Linked DNA regions of Mus musculus: region 2 is linked to region 1. Evidence: chromatin contacts called from public promoter capture Hi-C data. All regions are on one chromosome and are shown on one strand. The core of a region is the stretch at or near the end of the contact, and the rest is flanking DNA. Distances in the headings are between cores, read along the strand shown.

Evidence for each region. Promoter capture Hi-C pulls out the DNA fragments that hold promoters and counts their contacts.
Region 2: a contact with region 1 is called in a promoter capture Hi-C map of embryonic stem cells, with 5 times the contacts expected there. The contact joins the promoter of Crb2 here to the promoter of Lhx6 in region 1. A contact is called at or near these places in 1 of 39 promoter capture datasets (embryonic stem cells), 2 of 484 Hi-C or Micro-C datasets (both in embryonic stem cells) and 2 of 115 datasets of contacts at active chromatin or transcription factors (embryonic stem cells and stem cell-derived neural progenitor cells).

What each region holds. Positions count from the first base shown.
Region 1 is chr2:36,100,596-36,105,503 of GRCm38.p6, reverse strand. It overlaps Lhx6 (LIM homeobox protein 6), which reads left to right and starts at 1,444. Exons shown (of 9, transcript NM_001083126.1): 1 at 1,444-1,610; 2 at 1,976-2,158; 3 at 2,525-2,646. The coding sequence starts at 1,542.
Region 2 is chr2:37,773,202-37,778,038 of GRCm38.p6, reverse strand. It overlaps Crb2 (crumbs family member 2), which reads right to left and starts at 1,790. Exons shown (of 13, transcript NM_001163566.1): 1 at 1,593-1,790. The coding sequence starts at 1,698.

The DNA.
Region 1 (4,908 bases), core at 195-2,694:
CAGGAGGAGGAAGAGGAGGAGGAGGAAGAGGAGGAGGAGGCGGCAGCCGCAGAAGCAGCTGCAGGGACCTCTCCAAGTTTGTCGGGACCTTCTTCAGAGGCAGTGGTGCTGGCAGCCAGGGAGGCCAGGACTGCGCTCAGGCCGGGGGCGGGGAGCTGGGGCTGGGCCCGGGGCGGCGGGGCCGGAGCCTCGGTTCTCCAGCTCTCCCAGCAGCCTCTGCCCCCAGGACGCCCGAGGCCCCACTCTGCGCCTCTCTTCGCACTGCGCGCCCACCGAGCCCTCCCGCTCCCGGGCCCATGTACTGGAAGCATGAGAGCGCCGCCCCGGCGCTGCCCGAGGGCTGCCGGTTGCCGGCGGAGGGCGGCCCCACCACCGACCAGGTGAGCAAGCAGGCGAGTGGGTGAGCGTCGGGGATCCTGGGGCCAGCGGGAGCCGGGATTCAACCGGGCCGGGTCGGGTGGCGGGCGGCAGCAGGAAGGAGGGGTGCTGAGTGAGCCCGGGAGAGTGTGTCTGCAAGTGTGTGAGCGTGCGAGCGGGCAGGCGGGGGTGGGGGGTCGCGGAAAGCGGGAACACATTATGCAAATGTTGGAGGAATTTCTCAAAAAGCGATTTAGCAAAGACATAGGCGAATCAAGAGGAGGCGAGGCCAGTATTGTCCGTCTGAATAGACGCTGATAGCGCCGATGCGCCAGAGGTTGTGCCGGCGCAACGCTGAGGATCTCGATGAGGGGCCGGTCCCGGGAGCTCCAAGAGTCTGGAGGGTTCTCTTTCCTCCTCCAAGAGGCCTCTCTTTTCTCTTTTTGGCCTCATTTCACTCGCCGATCTCGCCCTCTTTGGCTTGGGGCTTCCCTTGAACTGGCCCTCCAAAGGCGTTTGAATCGGTGTCAATATCCCCGCTTCAATTTCCCGGCGCGCGTCGAGCGGGCGGATGCTCCTAGCGCTCTGGGTTTTATTTTCTCAACCACCACCACCACTACCACCACCACCACCCCCATCTCCTTTTTATTTTCTTTCTTTCTCTCTTTTCTCCTTTTTGCATTTTGTACCGAGAGTAGGAGAAGGGAGGGGGCGGAGGGAGAAAAAAATTCGATTTTTAATTACTACCATTAAAAAATCAAATTTGCAATTCTTTGGGCGGCCTGATGGATCTCACTGATTGACAGTTGGAATTGACACTCTGGCTACCTCTTATCTTGGGCATTCACGACAATTTCTAATTGCAGGTAGTTTGTGTGTGTGCGCGTGTTTTTTTTCCCCCTCAGAGGCTTGGATTGCAAAGGAACTAAGCGATTACTTCAAGAGCCACGGGTTAAGTGCAGGGAGAGGGGGAGAGAGAGGGAAAAAAACCCAATCCAAATTCAAATTGCTTCATTAGAGAGACACCGCTTTTGTGGGGAAGGGCTTTAAATGCCCACTACAAAGTTAGGACTCATTGTTCAGCGCCGGTTTATATAACAGGCGAGGGGAGGCGCTGGGCTCTGACAGCTCCGAGCCAGTTCAGCAGCCGCCGTCGCCTGCATTCCCTCCCCCTCCCCCAGGTGATGGCCCAGCCAGGGTCCGGCTGCAAAGCGACCACCCGCTGTCTCGAAGGGACCGCTCCGCCTGCCATGGTGAGTCCTTTCGGTCCTGCTTTCGGCCCCGAGTCCCCCCAACAGCACAGGCCAGGGCTTCTGGCTCAGCCTTCCGGCTACCAACCTCTACCCCTGCGCTGGAAAACTGCCGATAGGAGCCGCCTCTCGTTGAGCCTTGGTTTTTCTGGCCTGGAATGTGAGCTTTGGCTGCTTCCTGCACCCAGGATGCGCTGTGTTAAAAGTTGGGGGCCGTCCCTTCTTCTCCAATAGGTCCTTTCATTCTTGTACTCCAGCCTAGGGCGCGACATCCCTGGCACATTTCGGTGTCAGTCGGTGCGCGAGGAAACCAGATTCAACTCTGAGTACTCGGCTAAGCGCTTCGCTGTTCCTCTCTCCCATTTCAGGCTCAGTCAGACGCAGAGGCCTTGGCAGGCGCTCTGGACAAGGACGAAGGTAGAGCCTCCCCATGTACGCCCAGCACACCGTCTGTCTGCTCGCCGCCCTCTGCTGCCTCTTCCGTGCCGTCTGCCGGCAAGAATATCTGCTCCAGTTGCGGTCTGGAGATCCTGGACCGGTATCTGCTCAAGGTGAGTCAGGGTAGGTGTGCCTGCTTGCCCACGGGTGTGGTTTGCAGCCCCAAGAGCTGTAGGGAAGCAATGACCTTGCCAGGTCCATTTTCCTCGGCCTCCCAATCCAACCGCTAACCGATCGCGCAGCTTTGGGCAAGTGTTCCCAAACAGGAGGTCTCCTTTTGCCCCGGTTCCAACAAGAGAATGCAAGGCTGTATCTCAATTTCCTTGAGCCTCTCTGTATTATAGAAGAAAAGTAGGGAAGCCATACGCCCCTTCTGAGCTTCAGTGTCTCTCTGTCTCTGCAAATGAGGCTGGGGAGGCTGGGGGCGGGCGTGAAAGAGGCCCGCGCCAAGCCGACCCCCACCTCTGCCCCCTCCCCAGGTCAACAACCTCATCTGGCACGTGCGGTGCCTCGAGTGCTCCGTGTGTCGCACATCGCTGAGGCAGCAGAATAGCTGCTACATCAAGAACAAGGAGATCTACTGCAAGATGGACTACTTCAGGTAGGCAGCGGCCATCCCGCCAGCAAGCGCTGGAGCATGAACGCCTTGCACACGCGTGCCTAGGCCACTTGTGTGGCCTGTGCTCTCCAATTCCTGAGCCCTGCTGTTCAGAGTGCACAACGCGGCTCAGCGCACTGGCCCGGCCCTCCTACTCAGCACGTCTTACACAGAAGGGAGCGCCAGTCTCAGCCTGAGTTCTGGCGGGGGATCTGCCTCGGGTTCCTCCGATCTGACAGGCGCTGGCCACGGGTCTGGTTCCATCTCTGGTCTTTTCTGGCCCCGAGCACCAGTGTGTTCTGTTGAGCTCTGATGTCCGAGGCTCTGGCCCGGATCATTCGGATCCCGGTAACCATCCCGTTCCATCTCTAGTAAGCTCAGCTCTGGTTCCAACTTGAGCTCCAGTTGTGCCGTACGTAGCCTGTCCTGGGAGGGATCCTGAACTAGGCTCGGGACTCTCCTTCTAGCTTCGCTCTGCTTTCAATTTTGGGCTCAGATCTGCTCCAGCCCCAAGTGCCAACGCCACATCTGACTCCAGCCCTAGCTCAGATCCTAGTGCTTAGTCCTAAGCACCAACATCGATCAATGCCTTCGCCTCGACTCTTGCGGTGGTCGCTGTTTAAATCTGGAGTCACGCCTTGACCCCAGGCTCCCGTTCCTTCCACTGCTGGGACACCGTTTCTGCCCAGGCTTCAGCTCTGCCTAGGTCTAGGTTCTAACTTTGGGCCTCCAGGACTGGCTCTCGGAGAGTCGTGTTGCATTTCACTCACTGGGCTGTATATACTCTGCGCCGCGGTGCATAAATTGTAAATCCTGTTCACCGTAGCTCACAAGCTATCTTCCCTGGTTTCATGGTTCTGCCTGTCCCTAGCCGCTCAATATCTTGCAGGAGCCTAGCTTCTAGCCACGCAGCAGACGCCTGCTGACCCGGTCATGGGGTCTAGGTCAAGGCAGTGCCTAGGGGCCTCTGTGAATGATCTGCCAGACCTAGGCAGGAAGCCGAGAGTCTGCAGGAGAATGGTGTAGAATTGGTTCTTCAGAGAAAGAAGCAATGCCTTCTTCTAAATGCTTTCTCCGGAAGTGGAGAAAGTTACCCTGTGGTATACATTTCTACACACACACACACACACACACACACACACACACACACACACACACACACACTTCTTGGAGAGAAGTTGTGACTCAGTCTTCCGGAGAAGACCTCAGCCCCAGAAAACTTTTGAGTCAGGGAATGTGTGTGTGGTGATCCTCACTCATGCTCTTTGAAGCTCCAGGGCCCTAGAAAGAACTCTGTGAACCTAGGAAGAAGTGAGTTAGAACCTAGGAAACCAGGAGAAGCATGGTTAGGAGGCAAGCTCTTCATGTCATGGGGATAGGGTACTCTGCCTGCCGATCCTAGGACTCTGTGATCAAAGAGCATGTGTGTCTATATGGTTTGGAATCTGCAGTGGCAAGGATGTGTTACGGAGCAGGAACAAGGCACATGGACAGTGGCTATGTTCTTTTATAGAAAAAAAAAAAAAACCATGTCTTTCTATTTCTGTTGTGAGTGTTGAGAGTATAGGTCTTACATGTGAATGCTGAAAGTGTGTGTGTGTGTGTGTGTGTGTGTGTGTGTGTGTGTGTGTGTGTGGTTTGCAAGTTGCTCGGAACAGGGAACACATACTTGGGCGGGCAAGTTGGGATAAAAAGATGCTAACGTCATTCTCCACCTCTGAGGTGGTGAAGGGTGTGGTGCGAAGATGTATCTTTTCGCTGACAACTGTTGTATATGTACACAGACAAACAGAGGTTATTGCTTGTGTGATGTGTAACCAGGAGTATGAAGTCTCCTCCTACTGTCTCCTCTGATGTTTCATTGGCTTCGTTTAGGCAGGAAATGGATATTACAGGCATTTTCTAGACACCTTCTACTCTAGGCCTAACTTCGATTAGAGATTGGGAGACACTGTTGAGGGGGATCCTTTTGGATGTGGCAGCTGTCAAGGACCTCAAGATAGTGTCCTTCCTCCAAAGGATAAAGCTAGGCAGATTCGTCCCTTGGCTTTTCTAATGACAAAAGCCCAGGCAGCCTTATCCTGTGTCCAAATTCCTTTCCATTTATCTCCAGGATGGTTGAGACTCCTTGAATGATATATGCTTTATGAGACCTTGAAGGACTAGTCAAATCTAGGCTCTAGATTCTATCATTTATAGCCTCCACTAACTCCTCAGTCCACTGCACTGGTGTGGTGGATGCCATGTGTAGCCAACCTGGGAAGA
Region 2 (4,837 bases), core at 541-3,040, 1.7 Mb before region 1:
ATGGAAATTAGCTTTCAAGTCACAAAGTCCCTAGCACCGCCCTTTGCTCAGTCAGCTCTGGGTAATCGTGCTTGTAGAGCCCCCAACTCTAGCTTCAGGGATCCCCAGAGATGGACTCTGCACACAGAATTCCCGGGGCAATGGCCCCTGAGAGCCTGTTGGAGTTCTGGGGAAATATACACCACTGTTTGCCAATCTCACAGACCATATGTGTGTAAGTGCATATAAGTCAATGCAGGCCTGCTGGTGTGTACCTAGTGGGTGAATGCAGCCATGTGCTATGTATATGATGATACACAGTAGGTTCATTAGCAAGTTCACCAGTGAGCTCACAGGGGAGACCTGGCATGTGCCTGTGGACACCTGTCCTGTTGTAGTATGTACCCTAGTCCCTGCCACACATCTGTGCAGCTGCCATGGGCATCTGTGTACTGCATGTGGAACAGATCCAAAGTGCACAGCCCAGAACCTCACGCCCTAATGTACAGACAGCCTGGAGTTGCCTGGTTTCTCCACCCTCATTTGCCTCAGGTACCAGCTTCTTCTAGGTCCCTTCCCTCCTCAACCTTCATTTGGTTTCCTCCCTAAAACAGGTCCTCGCTGTACCCAGGGTCCTCATCCTCCCCCTTTCCACAGAGAAGAGGCAATAACGGCTTTGTAGGCAGGCAGGGGGAATGCCACTGGTGGGGTTCACCTATTGCAGGGGAAGCCGGGCCCTCCCTACTGCCCTCGTAACTATAGTGACCAAGCCAAAGCGTCCTCCAGACCCCCCAGTAGGAATTCCAGGCTCAGTGTTGAATGCACTTGGACAAAGCCAATGTACTGGCTGCCTGGGCTGGCTTCAGGGAGCCCTTCCAGCATAGTTGAGGAATGCCAGAAACCTGCTGCAGGGACACACACGTATGATCCCGAATCCCTAGCCATTCCAAAGACCCGGAACAGCTCTACCGGTTGCCCCTCAAGTGCTGGCAGAGGACCCATAGAAGGGAGCAATGAGGGCAAGCTCTCCCCTAACCCTGGTTCTCTTCCCCCTCCCCTATCTTAATCTAGCCCCACCCACACCCACACCTCCCGTTGCCAGGAAAGGCCAGTTGAACATGCCGGACAACTTACAGCTAGTTCAGCGAGGACACAACTCTCAACAATCAATCCCCTCAAACAGAACGTCCACCCACCGGGCAACTTTACATGTCACCTGCATCCCAGGTCAACACGTGACTCCGGCAGACTCTATGGAGATTGCCTGAGTTTGCTGAAACTTCTCCAATTCACGCATTTCCATCTATCCCGGCACGCTTTCCCTAAGTGGCTCCTCACACCAAGATTCCCAGCTTTTCCCTCAACACACTACGCCACACCACACCAGCTCTCCCAGACTGGCTTCTACAGACCACACCAGCCCTCATCCTCCTGGCCCCACCGCATAGACTCCTCAGTCTGAAGCCTCCAGAACACTCCGAGCTCTCCAAGTGAGTCCCAAGACACCCGCACTGTCCCCACACTGTCTAGGGCCCGGGACACTCTTGCCTCTAGCATCACCATTCTCTCAGGCCAGCCCAGCCACGCTCACCCCCAGGCCCAGCCACACTCACCAGCCGGGACCCAAGGCAGCAGCAGCAGCAGCAGCAGTAGCAGTAGCAGCAACAGGGGGTAAATATCTCGTCTAGGGCCCCAAATCCTAGGCCCCACCAGCGCCATGGCAGCCGGCTCTGCCTGCCTGCCTGCCTGCCTGCCTGCGGGAACCCTCTGCTCGGCGGGCTCCGCGCCCCTGCGTCCCTCCAACCAGCACTGACGAGGTGGACAGAGGCCCGGCCCCTCCTCCAGCCCTCCCCCTCCGCCCCGCCTCCCACTGCTCCTCCCCGGACAGGATCCTCCCGGAGGGTCTGACCCACCGCTCCTCACAAACACCAGCCCCTTCGGAGGCCTCAGCTCCATCCAGGCAAGGCCCTGGGCCTGACCCTGGGTCTCAGTGCACAAGCCCTCTTGCCAGGCGGTCCAGTCCATGGGGCCAGCCAAGATTCCTGGGGCTTGTCCGACTACCCCGCAGTTTCAGGCCTGCCTTGCTTGAGCTCAGAAGCGCTCCCATCCGTCCTCACTTAACCTGCCCCTTCCACACCTGAGATAACAAGGCTCCTCCCCTCCTATCACAGGGGCTCCTGTCCTCGCTGCCCACTAGGTCCTACCCAGCCACACAGATCCTGTTCTTGTGACTATCAGTAAGGTAGTAACTGGGCCCCAGAGCACGTGCCCCCTGACTCCCTTCTATCCTTCCCACCCCCTCACCAGCCAAACGGAGCCCTTTCGTCTCCCCATTTGCCCTTGATCTTTGTCTCTGGTGTTTGCAACTTTAGAAATGTCCCTGCTGTCCAAGGCGGACCTTTCCGCTGAGTGGCTGCTCTACCGAAAATAGTGCTCCGATGCTGTTCCCACCCTTCTTCCTGAAAAGTCCTTCTCTTTGTCTAACCTCACAGTCACATGTTGCACTGGGTGGAGCCAGGAGTTCTCATCATCTCAAAACACACTGGCACATAAAAAAGCATCTCTTCTTCCATGGCCTGCTGCCCCAAGTGGGGCAGCATCTTATTTTAAAGGGAACTACCTTCTTGAAATGAGCCCCTGGCAGATGACAATGTCTGGCCCAGGTCAGTGATGGTGGATTCTGTCCCTGAAGGCTCTGGACTCTGCTGTGTCTGGCAAAGTAGCAATTGGGGGCTATGGCATGTCCTTGGAGAAACATCAGGTGAGACAATGAGCATCACAGGGTATCGGTAGCCAGCCAGAGGGCTGCTGGTTCCCCTGGGTCCCCAGAGCTCAGGAAGAGACTGAAACCATAGGCCTGGCTAACCAGCCCTGTAGCCTCTCCAGAATTAGAGGCCTGCCCTGTTTTCTGGGACACCCACTCCAGTTGTCTCTTGACCTGGAACTCCCATCGCTAATCTTGAGGAAGTCATGCTCCACTCTTGGGGGAGCACAGCTAAACATATAGGCACCTAACATGCCTGAATGACACGGAGTTTACTCGCTCTCAGTCTATTGTGTCTGTCATCTGTAAAATAGGAGTAACAGCTCCAGCCTCGTGAGACTTTACAGGGCAGTTGTGCTTTGCTCCAGGAATATGAATGGCGCCAAGAATATTAAATAGCAGGACCCTGGGGGGTAGCTACAGGGATGGGAGACAGGGGAGTGGGCTGTGAAGAGGAGCCAGGCAACAGACAGGGACTGGTTCACCCAGGAGCCCACCCCCAAGCACTAATCCCGAAGCTGCCACCTGGTGGTCCTTTGAAGAATGCAGTGGACAGAGCGCGCCTGGAGCTTGGATTGTCATAGGAGGTCAAGGAATTCAGGGATACATCTGAGAGCATGGAACTGACTGCTAGTGGTTGACTTGGTAGAACTAACACATCAGAGAGGAATACAGTGGTGAGGGCATAGATACCAATTCAAATCCCCAGCATCCACTTTCCAGCTCTGTAAGTCACTAAGTCTCTTAATGTCTCTGAGCCTCATTAACTTCCAAGTTAAAAAAAGGTGGAGGAGGAGGAGAAGGAGGAGGAGGAGGAGGAGGAGGAGGAGGAGGAGGAGGAGGAGGAGGAGGAGGAAAGAAAGAAAGAAAGAAAGAAAGAAAGAAAGAAAGAAAGAAAGAAAGAAAGAAAGAAAGAAAAAATAATAGCCCTCACTAGGTGGAACTGTCTTTTTTTTTTTTCATTTGTTTATTTATTTATTTATTTATTTAGGGCTTTTTGAGACAGGGTTTCTCCAGCTAGGTGGAACTGTCTTATGGATAAACTGTGTTTAAGGATTAAAGTGTTTGAAACAGCCAAGCAAGTGCTAGTTAAATTAAAAATGAGAAAGTAATTTTAAGCTATATGGATTTCAAATTGGAAATAAATTTATTGGCTACACTGGGGAACATAATGAAATAAGAAATTTGCTTCTACCCATAGAATCCTGGAATGTGGCAGACAGCTTTCAAGGCCACAAGATAAGGAGTGTGTCCTGTCACAATTCAAATGCCTGAGTACTTCTGTGGTAGGTATATATAATTTCCCCAAAGAACGATAGGGACAAGAAGCCATCTTTCTGCATTTTGTGTGGTGGTTGTATTTCTAGCACTTTCTATGTGTAATAACAACTATGGGAAATACTCCTTATTCTTTTGTTTGGTTTTGTTTTATTTGGTTTCGAGACAGGGTTTCTCTGTGTAGCTGTAATGGAACTTACTCTATAGACCAGGCTGGCCTTGAACTCACAGAGCTATGCCTACCCCTGCCTCCCAAATGTTGGTATTACAGGTGTGTGCCACCACTGTCCAGCTAATACTCCCTATCCCTAGGCAAGCCACTTGATGCTCTGAGCACTGCCCATCAAAAATATCACTCCAGGGGCAGAAGAGATGGCTCAGTGGTTAAGAGCACTGGCTGCTCTCCCAAATGATTTGGGATCAATTCCCAGCGTGCAAATGGCAGCTCACAATTAATGGGTTAAAAAGCCAGTTCTAGAGGATCCAGCACTCTGGCCTCCACATGACGCAAGAAAAATACTAAAAAACATAAAATATTTTTCATTTATCATTTGAAATAGCACTTCATATGAAAGGTCCATGGGCAATTACTAAGTTGGGTGGTCTGTGGGCTGTCCTACAAACAATTCACCCTGAGTCTAAACCCCACTCACAGCCAGAGGCACCCATGTCTCATGATCAACAAAAGACCCAGCAAAGGGCTACATTCAGAAGAGGGCTTACCTAGCATGGCTGAAGCCCTGGCTTCTACTCCTGACACATAAGCAGGGTGTGGTGGTGCACATCTGTGACCGAAGCGCTTCGGAGGCGGAGGCA